Regions from separate parts of the Oryctolagus cuniculus genome. Here region 2 is linked to region 1. A link is a contact called in public Micro-C data. All regions are on one chromosome and are shown on one strand. Each heading gives the region's core, a stretch centred on a gene start, on an enhancer-like site or on the middle of the called end of the contact. The rest is flanking DNA. Distances are from core to core; before and after follow the strand shown.

Evidence for each region. A called contact is a pair of places that touch in the nucleus more often than the background predicts.
Region 2: a contact with region 1 is called in a Micro-C map of ear pinna, with 6 times the contacts expected there. The contact joins the promoter of FUBP1 here to the enhancer-like site in region 1. A contact is called at or near these places in 4 of 6 Hi-C or Micro-C datasets (ear pinna, embryonic fibroblasts, skin fibroblasts and 1 more).

What each region holds. Positions count from the first base shown.
Region 1 is chr7:93,684,649-93,689,888 of mOryCun1.1, forward strand. It overlaps GIPC2 (GIPC PDZ domain containing family member 2), which reads right to left. Exons shown (of 6, transcript XM_051857580.2): 4 at 191-297. Among named protein-coding and RNA genes, the nearest start is that of GIPC2, 69 kb to the right of the region's middle. Within about 2 kb of position 2,858, at least 2 of the 8 cell types and tissues checked have an H3K27ac peak or open chromatin away from gene starts, as enhancers often do. A contact at or near this core is called in ear pinna, where this site is marked.
Region 2 is chr7:93,822,213-93,827,452 of mOryCun1.1, forward strand. FUBP1 (far upstream element binding protein 1) reads left to right here and starts at 2,919. Exons shown (of 23, transcript XR_011390631.1): 1 at 2,919-3,201. It overlaps DNAJB4 (DnaJ heat shock protein family (Hsp40) member B4), which reads right to left and starts at 2,824. Exons shown (of 6, transcript XR_007924015.2): 1 at 2,154-2,824.

The DNA.
Region 1 (5,240 bases), core at 1,608-4,107:
TGATATATTTCCTTCATAAGAACCTTCAATAATTTGCATATTATTTAAGCAGACAACGAATTTAAAATTCATGCTTTGAATAGAATGAATGGCATTTGATTTAACTGATTTTACCTTTAATTCCAGCTCTAATAGACATGAATATCTATACCTTTCCAAGCAGAATGAAAATTAAGTGAACATAATATACCATTTCTTCCACGGTGGCAGGACCTTTTGATCTCAGGCGAAGTGTCTCCTTTCCAGATTCGATTTTGTCTACTGATGACTTTCCAGCTTTTGACCTAGGTCCGATTTCTGTGAACATGCAATAAATGGGAAAAGGCATATATCTTCAGAAAGAGCTCCAGCAGATTGCTGTGAAAGTCAATGTGGTTTTATCACAAAACTATGTACAATTATTGTAGAGAATTCATCAAAAGTATGCTTCTTCTAGAATTTCCTGAAATAAAATAAATTCACCTGCCTTCTGTTATTCTCACATAGGAGCCTCTGTGAGAATAGAGTTCTATCTACAAAAAGAAAACAGAATTGTGAAATGTGCAGATGGGAAAGCCTGGAGGTGAAGGAAGAAAAAAAAAAAAGTCTTCCATATAAGAGTAAGGAGGCAGGGACTGGCGCTGTGGCATAGTAGTGACACTGGCATCCCATAAGGGAACTGGTTCAAGACCTGGCTGCTCCACTACCAATCCAGCTCCCTGCTAATAGCCCAAGAAGGTAGTGGAAGATGGCCCAAGTACTTGGGTCCCTGCACTCATGCAGGAGACACAAAGAAGCTCTAGGCTCCTGGCTTCAGGCCAGCCCAGCCCTAGCCATCGAGACTATTTGGGGAGTGAACCCGTGGATGGAAGAATCTCTCAATCTCTCAATCTCTCAATCTCTCTCTCTCTCTCTCTCTCTCTCTCTCCCTCTCCCTCTCCCTCTCCCTCTCCCTCTCCCTCTCCCTCTCCATCTTTCTCACTGTAACTCTGACTTTCAAATAAATAAATCTTTACTTTAAAAATCTTATGCAGCAGCAGTTTGGGGAAAGGGATACAGGGAGGAGGATTCTATACCAAAGAACTGGAGAAACTGAGCCCCACTGAAGACTCCTAAGACAGGCTGGTAAGTGCAAGTAGGTAGTGAGGTCTGAGCAAAGCTTGTAAGACTGATATCAAATGGTCTGCATGAATGCATTCTTACTAACAATTCCCATCTTCAATCAAGTGCTACTTTGTTATTGGGAATTTATGCCAAAATTATTAAGGATTTTACACATTAATTATTTGGGGACAGAATAAGTCTTCTCTGAGAATGAAATTTCTCAAAATTATCATGTAATGAGTAGACCCTCCCTAAGTAAACACCTATAAATAGTGGCTGATGAGTTTTGAGAACATCCAGATGCTAGTCATGGTGACCAAGCAGGTTCTCAGAAGCCTAGAGCTGAATAAGCAACATTGACCTTACCCATTATGCTGTGCCCTTGGGGAAGAAAGGATTCTCAGATGCTTAGCACAGAGTCAGCTCAAAGAAAAAGCATAGATCAATCTGTCGTCAGCACTGTCCACGACTCTGCACTGCCCAGCAAAGGGTGTTCCCAGCTGGAATCATGCATATCCCTGAAGTGGTGAAGACAATCCCAGCCTAATGGTACTAACCTTAAAATAAGTAATGTGTCACACACAACCCATCCCACTGCAAATTCACCTGAAAACCTACTTGATATAATCTGTAACTGCTCAGCTAACACACGTGTTTTGTTCAACCACTACACAGACATGTCTAACTGTAAAGTAATATATGGGTGTTGTGCCTTACCAACAGTGTCTCCTATAAGCTTGGTGAGCATGATAATATCCTGGGAAACTGAGCAACTCTGAATACATTAAAGATAAAAGGTTTCCAGGATTTACAAAGGGAAGGAGCCACACTCTTTGACGTCATCTCTACTTGAGAAGTCAGCAGGACTCCCTAGATGATGCCTCTGGCTTATCTTGCTCTTATCTACACCACCAGCAGCTGGGAGGGAAAATGTATATAAACTGGAAGGGCTTTTTAATTAATAAATTTTGTCTTTTATAGCAATTTTTGGTTCATACCAAAACTGAGCAGAAAGTTTAGAGTTCTCCGATGGCCCCACCACCACACCCACACACACACACCCTCCCTGGTTATCCACACCCCCCACTAGAGTGGTGCATTTGTTACAACTGATGGGTCTATACTGACACAGCTTTATCACCCAGAGTCCACCATGATGTTAGGGTTCACCCCTGATCCCTCTGGGGCACCACATGGACTCGGACCGATGTCTGATGAGCCATGCGCACCACTGTGGTAGCTAACAGGAAAGTGTCACCACCCTAAAAATGCTTTGTGACCTGCCTAGTCCTCCCAGGTCTTTTTGTTTCTGTTTCTGTTTCATTTTTGTTTTGTTGTTGTTGTTTAAGCATTATGTATTTGCCATGCAATCTTCTTCATGGGCGTGACATCTCAAAACTAACCACTGGGTGGCGCCAAAGTAAAAGTTACATTTTAAGTTCTGGCTTGGCCTGGCGTCCAGAAAGCCAGCTTTCACAGCCTAAGGAAACAGAAGCCGTGTTTCCCAATGATCTGGTGATTCAGGTACAAGAATCAGCCTGTGTATACACGAAGAGAAGCAGAAGGGTCCTGTTCACCTGCAGAGAAAGAACAGAGTTTGGGAATGTTCTGAAGACTGTAAATGTTTATGGCCTGGCCTACTTTTGGGGTGCAGGCCTGCCCAAGCCTGTCTGAGCAGTCAGGCCAAGCCCTCAATCATTGCCTTCACAGGTGAGGAACTGCACCCTGCCTTTCTTGTGCCTGAGTTACAACAGTGCTGCCACACAGCTCCTGTGTCAGCCTGCAGGTGGCTCATTCCCCAGCCTCACCAGGACCCCACTCCGGCAAGTCACTTGGGCACACACACATTCACAGCTGGTGGAAGCCTTGCTGTTACCAGAGTTGAGCTGCATGTCACCAAGAAGCAGTCATGCTTGTTTCCAAAGCTTTTGAAGCAATTGTGTCTATTACTCTAATTATGTGATTTAATTTCAAAGTGCATGAGCTGATGCAATGAGTGTGAAATGAGGAGTTATTATTGCTATGAAAACTAGGTTGACGGCTTTGGAAAGATGCCATGAGGGTGAGTTGCCAGAAAAAAAAAAAAATGAGGTGTAGGCAAGATGACTCCGGGAGATTAGGAAAAATAGCTTTAAATATCCATCATTTCACATATCTAGTTTTTTTAAATGAAACAGAATCCATAAATAGGTTATGATTATATAAGATTTCATAGAACTCCAATTTGTGCCAACTCAAAGAAAATGGCTTTTAATCAAGAGTGGTATACTATATCTTAAATTAAAATGCTTATACATATGTGTATCATTTTATATATTTTTTCTGAAAGGCAGAGATCTTCCACTCTGCTAGTTAACTCTCCAGATGTCACAATAGCCAAAGCTGTGCCAGGCCGAGGTTAGGAGCCTATAACTTACTCCGAGTCTCCCACATGGGGGGCAGAAACCCAACAACTTGAGCCATCTGCTGCTGCTTCCCATGGTGCACATTAGCAGGAAGCTGGAACCAGAAGCTGGAGACTGGGCATTCCCCAACTTGTGCAGGGCACAAAACCTCAAGTCAGCCTGGGGCATGGTGCATCACTGTCAGGGCAGGGCAGAGACCACAACCAACGTGAGGTGGGCACAGATGGACACGGCTGTATCGAACTGTTGCTCAGTGAACAAGAGACAGTCAGAGATGCCCAGAGGAAAGAGTGGAAAGCTTAGGATACACAGGAGGTCAACAGGGGGACCTGAGAGCATCGGACTTCTTCAGAGCACATGTGAAACCCTTGGGGGCCGGCGCCGCGGCTCACTAGGCTAATCCTCCACGTAGCGGCGCCGGCACACCGGGTTCTAGTCCCGGTTGGGGTGCCGGATTCTGTCCTGGTTGCCCCTCTTCCAGGCCAGCTCTCTGCTGTGGCCCGGGAGTGCAGTGGAGGATGGCCCAGGTGCTTGGGCCCTGCACCCCATGGGAGACCAGGAAAAGCACCTGGCTCCTGGCTCCTGCCATCGGATCAGCGCGGTGCGCCGGCCGCGGCAGCCATTGGAGGGTGAACCAACGGCAAAGGAAGACCTTTCTCTCTGTCTCTCTCTCTCACTGTCCACTCTGCCTGTCAAAAAAAAAAGAAAAGAAAAAAAAAGAAACCCTTGGGGACAACTAGAAATAGTTGTAATGGGGTACAGTCCAGTGGACTGGAGGTGGGAGAGAACAAATCACTAGCATTTTGGTGGCAAAAAAGTATCAAACCAATCAATTTTAGCTCAAAACCATGAGATAAAAATTGTCCTAATAATTTTCATTCATTTTCACCTGAAAATATAGACCCCTTCTTATTGTCCGGATATCCCCCAAAATATATTTCTTCTCTGGACCCTTTCAAATGCCTTCTGATGATTTTATTGCTGATGCCTGGTTGTCTCTACTTTCATGTTCAGTTATCAAATGTGGTTTCAATGCTTCTGACCACTGTTACCCTATGAGAAAATCAGTATTTTGGTTGAATGTGCACTGTTATCCTTAGTGTAGTGGTTAAGGGTATGGACTTTAGATTCAGAGCACCTGAGTTAAAATCCCAGTGCCTCCATTTACAAATCACATGAGCTCGTGGAATAAGTCCTTATCTGTAAAATGAAAATAAAGCACTGTTTTGAGCACTCAGTGGGCTACTGCATGAAACACACTGAGCCCAGCAGCCTGCTTACATGAGTAGAATGTTGCGGGGGTGGGCATCTGACACAGCAGTTAAGACATGCCTTGAGACACCCGCATATCGCTTACTGGAGTGCCTAGTTCAAGTCACAGCTCCGCCACTTCTGCCCAGCTTCTGGCTAAGATGTTACCTTGAAAGGCAGCAGGTGATGGCTCAAGTACTTGGGTCCCTACCACCCACAAAGGAGACCTAGACTCAGTTCTGAGCTCTTGACTTAGGACTGGCCCAGCTCTGACTGTCACAGCATCTGAGGTGTGAAGCAGTGGATGGAAGGTCTCTGTGTCTGTTTTTCTGCTTTTCAAACAAAATAGGGAGAAAAAGAAGTTTTTCTTTTTTTAATAGAATGCTACTGCCAAAGTTTGTAATGTGTTTCTGTCGGTGCATTCCAACCTGGGCGAGAAAGAAATCCGCTCCTCTGCTCCCTCCCAACAAAACTATGTACATCAGTTTCTATCTGAAAATG
Region 2 (5,240 bases), core at 1,669-4,168, 140 kb after region 1:
ATGAGAGAGAGAGATGGAAATACGGAAAGAGATCTTCCATCCACTGATTCACTCCCCAGTTGGCCACACCCATGTGGGTACAGAGGCACAAGGACCTGGACCATCCTCCACTGCTTTCCCAGGCGCGTTGGCAGGAAGCTGGATTGAAGTGGAGCAGCTGGGACTCGAACCGGCACTCATATGGGATGCTGGTGCTGCACATGGTGGCTTAATCTACTATGCCACAGTGCCAGCGCCAAACTTCCTAACTTTTAAAAAAGGGTAGAGGTAAGAATGGAAGCAGAGAAACCAACTAGAATTCTGAATGAGGTGACAGTAATTTGGACTAGAGTGGAAGTGAAAAGGAACTGAGAATATACATTTGCATTATGGTCAATAGGGCCTCCCTGAGATGGATTAACAGAAAGCAATGGGAATCAAGGCTAATGATGAAGGGTGATTTCGTTCCCAAAGGCATATACAGATACATATATAATTTTTTTGAGAGGTGCAGCGAGAGAGGAAGCTCCCATCCACAAGTTCACTCCAAATGCCTGCAAAGATGCAAGAGAACTCAATCCAAGTCTTGTACATGGGTAGCAGGGATCCAGCTGCTTCAGCCACTGCCTCCCAAGCTCTGCCTTAGCAGGAAAGTGGAATCTGGAGAGTGTGAATTCAAACTCAAGCACTCTCTAGAAACACAGGCATCCTAATAGATGTCTTAACTGCTAAGAAAAACACCTGCCCCCTACATGCACAATTTCTGAAGACATTTTTGGTTGTTAAGAATTGGTGGGTAAGAGGGAAGAGCTACTGGCACCTATGGATGGAGGTCAAGGATGTTGTTAAACATACTATAATGCACAGTAGTATCACACACACACACACACAAAAAAAATCTGATCCCAAATGGTCAGTAATCCTGAGACCAAGAAATCCTGTTCCAGCAGCCAGAGTAGTGGCACAATGGGCTCCTGTCTCTTGCAACACAGCTACCTCATATTGGATAGATGGCTCATGTTCCTGCTGCTCCATTTCTGATCCAGTTCCCTGCTATGAACCTTGGAAAATAGCAGAAGATGGCCCAAGTACTTGAGGAGTGAACAAAGCTGATAGAAAATGTCTTTCTCTGCCTCTCCCTCTGTCATTCCGCCTTTCAATAAATCTTTACTGAAAGGCAAAGTGCCAAGGAGAGAGCGGGAGAGACCTTTCATTCGCTGGTCTACTCCCCAAATGGCCCCAACGGCGTGGGCTGGGCCATTCTGAAACCAGGAGCCAGGAACTTCATCTGGATTTCCCACAGGGGTGCAAGGGCCCAAGCCCTCGGGCCATCTTCCCGCTCTTCCGAGACACATTAGCAGGGAGCTGGATCAGAAGTAGAGCAGCCAGGATTCAAGCTTGTGCTCACAAATTAAACTGTGGTATATGTAAGGTCTGTTCGTTTTGGGAGCATATTATCTAACTTCAGTAAAATCATATTAGTAAGGTCTGATTAGCACGTTTAATTAATAAAAGAAAAATCAGTAACTGGTTAATAAGACATTTATTGGGCAACTTTCTCAAAATAGAACTGAAAAACTCCTATTTAGTAATACCATCCAACACTGCTTTTGTTTTCTTATACACTGCCATGATTAAATTTATAGTCCAATACACTCACTGGCTTTCCAAACACATACAAATTCCACTAACATTTAAAGCATGCCTATGAACACTCAAAAGTATAACAGAAAGTTGGCTAAAGGAAAATGATGATCCACTTGCATCTTCGTGTATATAAAACCGTTTAGTGTTGACTTATTTTGCACCTAGAGAAAGTAGGCCTATTAATTTTGGGTTATCAAGAAGAATGTGGTACACATTTCTCTCAATTACTCTAAAACCTGCAACAAGAAAAGTATCTTTGTAGACTTAATTCACAGAAAACAAAAATGCCACAGATGGTAGTTTTTTAAAACTCTTTTTATCTAAATGGCAAGATCCTTGGGGAAAAACTCACTGGGCTACATTGAGACTTCTAACGCACACTGATTCGTGCAACTATTACTAACGTCGGAAATTACACGTCACGATATACCCAAGGTAGATCTAAAGAAACGTCTGAAATGACTCGGTAACTACAGTAACAGGAAATACCCAAAAATTATCTTGTCCTGGATAATTTAGAACATTACCTTACACATGAGTACCCACGGTTACAGCTGTGAAAAAGTACTTCTTAAAGCCAATTTCGGCAAAGAAATTGATGCTGTTCTTAATTAGAAGAATTAAACCTGGCCGCCGACACAGAATATTAAGTACGAGGTCTGCCTAACACTGAATCTTAGGAACGTTTTTAAAAGAAAGAAAGGGGCAGTCATACTGTCCCGGCCTGATAATACTACCTTAAACAAAAGCTTGAAAAACAGATCGAGAACTAACAGGCCTCCAGCCTGAATTCATGCCAGCGTGCGAAGAACTGAACTATGTGAGCGTCAGAAGTAAAATCCAGGGGCACTTTACTACCCTGAAAATCTCGCCGGGTTCCCACTAGGCCGAGGCGGACGTTTTCGAGAGCATCGCCGCGCGGCGTCCCGGGTGCACTTCTCCCAGGCGACCCCCGCGCCGCGGCACTCTCGTGACACTGTTGCGTCGGTGCCACGCACGTTGGCGTCACTCCTTTCTCCTTGGCTACTCAGAGTGACTCTCAGCGGCCAATCTTCCACACTACCTCCCTAAGGCGGCGACCAGTAAGAAACCACTACCAGTTTTTCAAGACTGCCGCAACTCGAGCCCAACCGCCATCGCCACCCGTCCCACCTACCACCCAACCTCCCCGCGAGAACGCGCGGAAAGAGGCAGTGCCAAGATAAATCCCATTCTCGCGCGACACCGGAAACTCAAATCTCGCGACATCTTTGCCTTTTCCTTTTCAGCCCCACCCCGGCATTTGCGCGTTGCTTCGGAAACATCGCGAGATTTCCTTCTTTCTATCCCCGCCCCTCTACTGCACGATGGTCGCGCAAGAATGTGATAGAGACTCGACGGCCGCCATTTTCTTTCTTTCTTAGCAGTTGGTTGAGAGGTCTTCAAAGAAGCGGCAGCGGCTACTATAGTGTAGCCATGGCGGACTATTCAACGGTGCCTCCACCCTCTTCTGGCTCGGCTGGTGGCGGTGGTGGGGGCGGCGGTGGTGGAGGAGTTAACGATGCTTTCAAAGATGCGCTGCAGAGAGCCCGGCAGGTAAGTCTGGACCGCGCGGCGGGATCCGCAAGCTTATGGTAATTTTGCCGTCGGCTGAGTAGGCCGCTACCTATTCGCGACGAGAGGAAGAGGAAAGAGGTGCCCTTCCGGGCTGAAAGGCGAGGAGGCTCACGTTTCGCCGCGTAGGGTATACTGATAAGCGATTCGAACGTGGTTTTGTGTTCTCGGTTTCTAGGCTGCCAGGAACCCCAGCGCGTGTTACCCGAAGATGGCCTTAAGTGTTTTCCCGCAATGGTTCGGCCCTCGGGCTTCTCCAAGGGGTTAACTGAGCCTCCCCTTTTCCTTAGAACGAACACCCTCTGTGTGGGAGAGAGCGCTTGTAGTTTTTCACAATAGTAGGGAAGGTTCTGGTAACAGGCTTGGGGGAGGACTAAGGTCTGACTGCAGGAGCTGTGGGAAGGAGGGATCTGCGTGCTCTCTGCCGTCTGTACAGCTTTCCCTCGCAGCTGAGGAAGCTTTCGGTGCCGATCGCCTTCTCAGCTACAGGGAAGAGACTTAGGGGAGCAGCCGTCCTCTGGGCGGGATTTGTGTGTCAGTCTGTTCTACCAGTCATTCCCCTGTATTTCTCAAAATGGCCTCGGGCCCATTAGACCCGAGGTTTCAGTTTGAATCTGCCTCTCTGTTCAGAGTCGTAAACTGACCAGACCTCTTTGTATTACGTAGGTGCATACATTTGCCCTGAAGGCACTTCTTTCCCAGATGCAAGCTGTTTCAAAAAAGAAAGCACATGTATCTCAGGAACATTAAAGATTTCTCAGTTTGAACTTAACCTTTTTAGACAACCTCCTAATATATTCATAATTTAAAATTATCAAATACTGATGTGGACTTAAAATGTAAGCCAAAGAATCCTGTTAATGACACTTCTCATATCGTCCTAGGTGCTAGACGTTGTAAAGTGAGGGGTAATTAGAAACCAGTTTTGTGATAGGTTTTGATTATATCACTTCACTTCGTTAACTTTTCATCCTCCAGTACGATGAAAAGGATTCATTGAGTCAAAATCAAATTGAAATGTGAGCACATTTTGAAAATGCACCTTTACTTCTTTATAATTAAAATTTTTCGGGATGTTAACAGGTCGTCATTAATACTACTGCTTTATTTAAAAAGACAAAGCCAGTTAACATGCTGAGAATAGCAATTGGAAACATTTATGTAACTGTGACAGAAATTCTTGTGAATGGATTTTGCTACATGGGGTTGGAAGACCCAAGTTCTTTTATTCAACCAGCATATTAAAAGAAATTTGAGCATTAGATACTGGGAAATTATTAAGTGAGTAAATTGGTTTCCTGCTTTCTAGGAAGCCATGTTATAGTCAAGGAACTAACACAAATCAACAGAATTACCTGCAGAATGCTTTGATTAATGAGAGAAGAATACACAAATTTGGGACACTTAATTCATCTGCTTTTTGTAGGAACCTCTTCAGCATGTCTGCAAGTCGAGCACTGTACAGGACACTGTACAGGGAAGGAATTCCTGACTGCTTAAGAAAAGGGGGTGATACTTGAACAAGGCAGTAAAGAATGAGTGGGAGTGTGGCCGGTAGAGAGACGCAGCAGCTTGTGTGGGATGTGCAGACTTGGGGAATGACAAGAATACAAGAGTGAAGTCACTGAAGTATAGTATGGAGAGTGGAGGGCATGGCAGTGCAGAATGAAGTGAGGAAACTTGTAGATAGATCAAAGTACCAAAAGAGCTTGGGTGGCTATGGGTTAATTTAAATTTTGATTTCATTATTGGAATGAGCTATAATTGCCTTTTTAAAAGACTTTAAAATAGAAAAACTCGAACTGGAATTTCTCATTTAAGTGCCAAGAGATTAGCTATCTTTGCTGTAATGATTTAAATGTTTGTTGCAGAATTGGGGTTTCTTTTTTCTGCCAAAGGCCATTGGGATATTTACAACATGTGCAGGTCATACAAAATTATCAACTTAAAAATTAGCCTGGTATAGATTTATTGATTTTCGATTCCCTCCTGCAATTGCCTTATTGGGGTCAGACCAAATG